Linked DNA regions of Mus musculus: region 2 is linked to region 1. Evidence: chromatin contacts called from public HiChIP or PLAC-seq data. All regions are on one chromosome and are shown on one strand. Each heading gives the region's core, a stretch centred on a gene start, on an enhancer-like site or on the middle of the called end of the contact. The rest is flanking DNA. Distances are from core to core; before and after follow the strand shown. Region 1 has its middle 44 kb from the start of Gm46842. Region 2 has its middle 5.4 kb from the start of Asph.

Region 1 (2,622 bases), core at 54-2,553:
GATGAGTGGCTGCGAATGTGACTTACAGTGGATACCTGCTCAGTATTCTTGAAGCCATGGTTTCAACCACAAGCACAGAAAAGGGGGCCTGGGGGAACGACATCACATTGTATGCTACAGATAGACACAGCATTTAATGGCTAGTTATGCCTCGATAAAGTTCAATTACTTTATGTGTTTGTTCGATTTTCTCCACCACACTAGGAATGGAAGCCAAGACCTTGAGCGAGCTAGCCAAATGCTCTGCTTCTGAGCCAAGTCCCCAACCCTAGAAAATAAAAATAACTGACATTTCAGTAGAAACTAGGGAAAGAATAAAGAGCTCTGGGTAACTCAAAGAGTTAAGCCATTATATGCACAAATAACAGAGGTCCTGTACAGAGGGGGGCGGGGGGAGAGAACAAGAGCTCCTTGGAAGGAGTCGACTGTAGGTCACACTGTCCTTTCCATTGTCAAGAGCTTGAAAGAGGCTAATAAACCCAGCAGCCTATAGCAAAGGTAATTTATTTTATATTCCCAGTCATCACATGCAATATTTTTGGAAGGGGAAAGCAAATATAATTCAAAAGGAATGATAAACAGTAAAACAATACCTAGTCATGTTTCTACCTTCCAGTTATGAGATCACATGCCTTTCACCTCCCTGCAAGGTGTTTTCTCCATCCTCTTTCTGGTGTCATCATCTTGGGGGTGACTAGCTAAGGACATGGGGTCAGCTTCACTAGCCTGTAGTCAGAGGCCCTTCTGAGGGATGAGAAGTGATGCACACCACCTGAGACAAGCAACTTGCAGGTGTGAGTGTCCACACAGGCACCTCTCAGCTCCACCCCACAGAGAACACACCCCTTGGCTGGGGGCTGCTCCAGGCTCAGGGACTGATTACAATGTACAGCCGAGTCCCTGAGCCCGTGAGTAGCCCGCCCAGCTTCTCCTGGGCTCCAGTGAGAGTCTAGCTGGCTACATTCCTGAGTCACACTTGCTCCATTTTAGGTGGGTGAGGTCACTGGTCTGCAGATGAGGGAACGGTGCAGCTCGTTCATGAGTTGGAAGAGATTACCATATGACCATTCAGTAAACAGACTGGAGTCCCCGGAGGGTTGCAGACAGCTGGGCTCTGCCTCTGGCTGTGAGCAGTGGGAGCCCTGGGACTCCAGAAGCCTGTCCATGCTTTAAGAGGAGCCAAATCTCTGCCTGAGCTCACGTCACACCAAGTCCCGAGTCAGCCAGCTCAGCAGGAAGGAGCTCCTCACAGGAGGAGGACTCGCTGCTCTGTGCAGGTTTGCAATGGACTCTGGGTAAACAAATACCAGCACTTAAAAGAAGGGCGCTCTAAGCCAACACAGCACCAGGCAGGCTGGCCTCATAGTTCTGTGCTGATAGCAGTGGGGCTGCTGGTCAGAAATGCAGCTTAGCCTTCTGCTATTCTTTAAGGTAGAACTGTGACAGGGAAACAAATCCATTTAACAATCAGCAGAAGGGGACCCTAATCAAATGTCTGTGAAACTACAGAATGCCCTCCGAGAGTGGGATCCATCCTGCTTCGGCCTGCCAGGGTCCCACCACCTTCATGATCAATTGGAACATCCTTTCCATGGTCAAGTCAGATTAGCTCCATTCTGCTTCTGCCTCAGGCTTCATCTTCCCTCCCTTCCTTTCTTCCTGAGAACTCTCATTTTTAAGCTATGAGGTAGGACTGTCATGGGACACACTGAGCTGCCTCTACACTGGCGGCATGATCACACAGTAGGTGACAACCAGCAAGGATTACAGAGGAAGTTAGTGTGTATCATGAATGGGAAGAAGCGAGGTACAAAGGCAGACAGCACAAGAAGGACACCCTTAGAATCTCCAGAAACGAAGAATAGAGGGTGAGAGTCATGGTGCTGGAGGCTCTGTGCAGGAGGCTGTCTCCAACAGCCTGTGAGGTAACTTCACAGTGAACCATTTTCACAGGTCAGCACAGAACCTCTTAGAAGTTAAATCGCTTGCCCAAAGATATGGTAAGAATCAAGACGACTGGAACCACACAAGGACCCCCAGCCTAGACGCTGTGTATCCCAGTCACAGTTAAACAGATGCCAAGGCACACAGCGCCTCGGGGCCACTGGGAGTTCTGCATCCTGCCAGCCACTGAAGTGGCTGTGGAGACAGAGACAGGGTAGGAAGAGTAGAAGGCGGGAAGGAACAACATACGCTACCACGATCTGCTGTAGGACTGGCATGACTTAGGTGACCAGGGAATGTGGAAATGACTGGCATACAAAAAAGGCTGGGGTTGTATGGGCCACGTGCTCCGATGGAGGAGCGCCAGCAGCAGCCTGGAAACACAAGTTTATTACACAGAGCTGAGGTCACGGAAATCCTGGAGGAGACTAGCTAGCAGCTCTCTGTAGGAGAGCAGTCTCAGGTTGCAGTCATCCCTGAGGAGGGAGCTCTGGGTGACAGTTTATGCACACAGTGTCAACTCCACACAAGAGGAAGGCCTTGCCATCCCTCTGAGAATGACCCAGGGAAGGCCTTGCCTGAGGCACTGAGAAATTGGCCATGGCTCTGCTCATGGCAATAATACACACTTACTTTGGACTTCATCTGCACCCCACAATGCATAATGGTACGTGAGTA
Region 2 (2,622 bases), core at 81-2,580, 720 kb before region 1:
CCAACCCAGCACTCTACACCTTGACAGTGAGTTCTGGGGGTGGCTGTAGGATCAAAGAGGCTTCCTGTTAGCTGAAAGAAAAATTACAGAACCTCTAACCTGCTTACCAGATCAACCAAGACAAGCCCTTTAGCTCCCAGTGCACTGACGACAGGGCAGAGGAAAGGGGTAAAAAACATGAGGGGCTTCAGTGGAGTGGGGAGCACTGTGCTCTGAGTCCCTTTTCCTTGTGTTCCCTGTATGTGCCAGAATGCAAATACAGGCTATATGCAGGACTAGTTAAGAAGGAGAAACCACTAGAAAGTAGCAGAGGAAAGAGGCATGAGTCATCCAGGCAGTTATCCTGGAGGTTTTGAGGCAAAGGTAATAGAAGCCTGAAGCATTGGCACTTGGTGATGACCGTGTGAATCACATGTCACCCGTGCTGTTGAGACTTCTAATACACATGTGCTCAAGGAAGCACAATCAGGAAACATTGTAGCTTATAGTCTCTACTCCTGAGAAGTGTTTATCATGAGACTTGACCTCACACTGAAGATACAGTCCAGCATCTTTTAGTTTCCCACTGGACAGCTCTCCTGGGAATGAAACATGAACTGTCAGTATACAATAACTTATGTGACATTTACCAAGCTCCCAATACGAACACATATCCCCAACCAACTCTAAATAATAGAGTTCAATGTTGGACTAATTTTCTAATTTGAAAGAGTTAACAGGAAAGAACAATAACAGAACAACTACCAGGCAAACACTTAGCCCAGATAAGCCTTTTACTCCCTAGTCTGTGTTAAGTTTATGCCAGTCATAGATTATCTTCTTTGCTCTGCGCTGGTCTGATTGGGAACAGCAGCACTGCTGTGAGGCACTCACTCTGACTGCAAAGAGTTGGCAGTGTATGTGTTTATAAAGAGTCAGATCTCCCATTTTCAGTAGGAATTCCTTGAATACAGCTTGTTCTCAGAGGCTCCTCTAGGTCTTGAGTGGTTGCTACACACTGGTTTCATTCTCTGCCCATGCTTGCCTTTTAATTTCTCATTACAGCTTATTTGTGGCTGCCCACAGTTCAGGAATGGATCAGTGAGTTATGTCAGCAGTGCTTATGCAAGCTCTCAACTTGAGAGCTGTTTTGCAAAGACATTTTCTGTCGAATGATATTTTATTCTATGAGGTCAATGTCAAATGTCAGCTCTCATGTCAGCTTCACTGTGTTTCGTGGTCAATGCTTTTAACCTTTACATAGATGGCTCAGCATGGATAGAGAGTTCAGCTTGGGAGATACTGCACAGCTTGAACTAACAAGGGAAAGGAAGTGTGGCCCTGGGCCCTGGGCCCTGGGCCCTGGGCCCTGGGGAAAGCTATCCTCAGCCAGAAAGAAGGTAAATACAAAGGGCACAGCATAGAGCCATTGCTGCCAGCTGTGCTGTGTTCTGGACAATGCCTTAACCACAGCTCAGTAAACACGGCAACCGGCCTCCCTCGTGGGCTGTGGTTAGACTCTAGCATGTCTTCATTACTGTTTGTAACCTAGATTGCCTTTAGTTAGGCCTAAGGGCCATCTTAAGCTATTTTTCATTTCAATTTTCTCAAACTTTTGGAAGAAAATGGTGTTTAAAAAATCTCTTTGGATGCACCTATACAAAGACTCTTATACAACTGCTTTTACATGCATATGTTTCTGTAACTGCGTTTCTCATTTTTTTGGTTTGTTTGTTTTATAGCTAGAAAAATTAAGTGCAATGCGACTACTTAGAGAAACAGAGGGGGAAATACCCATCACCTTCTATTATTTGTGAGGCAGCTGCTCAGAGACTATTTCTACTGAAGTTTCACAGATTAATGTGCTCTTGGCCCCAGCAGAGGCAGCTTTGGGGATCATCTAGGCTATAACTATCTCTAACTCCAGAAAATCTGCTGAGAGAAAAATGAAAAGCACTAGAACAATTCCATGAAGAACAAAAATATTCAGAAATACTACCTCATATTTACAATATAAAATTTATAATGATGTACTCCCTAAAGTGAAAATAAGTGGTGTTTCATGTATATTAATAGATATCTTTAGAGTAATGAAATCTTTTTATCTTGTGGGGGACTGCTGATGTTCCCTGTTAGTTTCACACTGCCAGGACCTTTGGCACTGTTCCCTAGAATTTTGTTTTGGTACAGGCTCAACAGTTTGTCATGTGCTCATGAACTTTCAGAATAGATTTAAGTTAGCATAATGTTGTTGCAAAACAAAAAGGCTGAGGTGAGCTAATATGAATTCCATGTAACTTATGAAGGATTCAGGTCGACTGCAATAACAGTCTTAATTGTAAGGGAAATTCAGCTTCTTTATACAGTTAGACTTTGTGAAAGTGGAAGATCACTGATGCTAGTTTCAGGATACTCCCTTCTGCATATGAGGCCTGTCTCAGAGGATGGTGTTTTCATGAACATACATACTACACATACACACGCACATGCACACACAGGGAGAGAGAGAGACGGAGAGAGAGAGAGAGAGGGAGAGAGAGAGAGAGAAAGAGAGAGAGAGAGAGAGAGAGAGAGAGAGAGAGAGAGAGAGAGAGAAGGGGAGAAGAGGGGACTTACTAGATCTACAGGAACTGTATATTTTGA

Evidence for each region. HiChIP or PLAC-seq counts read pairs in DNA pulled down with a chosen protein or histone mark.
Region 2: an HNF4G HiChIP or PLAC-seq map of pancreatic cancer cells shows a contact between it and region 1. The contact joins two enhancer-like sites. A contact is called at or near these places in 1 of 484 Hi-C or Micro-C datasets (cardiomyocytes) and 1 of 115 datasets of contacts at active chromatin or transcription factors (pancreatic cancer cells).

The regions. Positions count from the first base shown.
Region 1 is chr4:8,953,107-8,955,728 of GRCm38.p6, reverse strand. No RefSeq gene overlaps it. Among named protein-coding and RNA genes, the nearest start is that of Gm46842, 44 kb to the right of the region's middle. Within about 2 kb of position 1,303, at least 153 of the 459 cell types and tissues checked have an H3K27ac peak or open chromatin away from gene starts, as enhancers often do. A contact at or near this core is called in pancreatic cancer cells, where this site is marked.
Region 2 is chr4:9,673,234-9,675,855 of GRCm38.p6, reverse strand. No RefSeq gene overlaps it. Among named protein-coding and RNA genes, the nearest start is that of Asph, 5.4 kb to the right of the region's middle. Within about 2 kb of position 1,330, at least 97 of the 459 cell types and tissues checked have an H3K27ac peak or open chromatin away from gene starts, as enhancers often do. A contact at or near this core is called in pancreatic cancer cells, where this site is marked.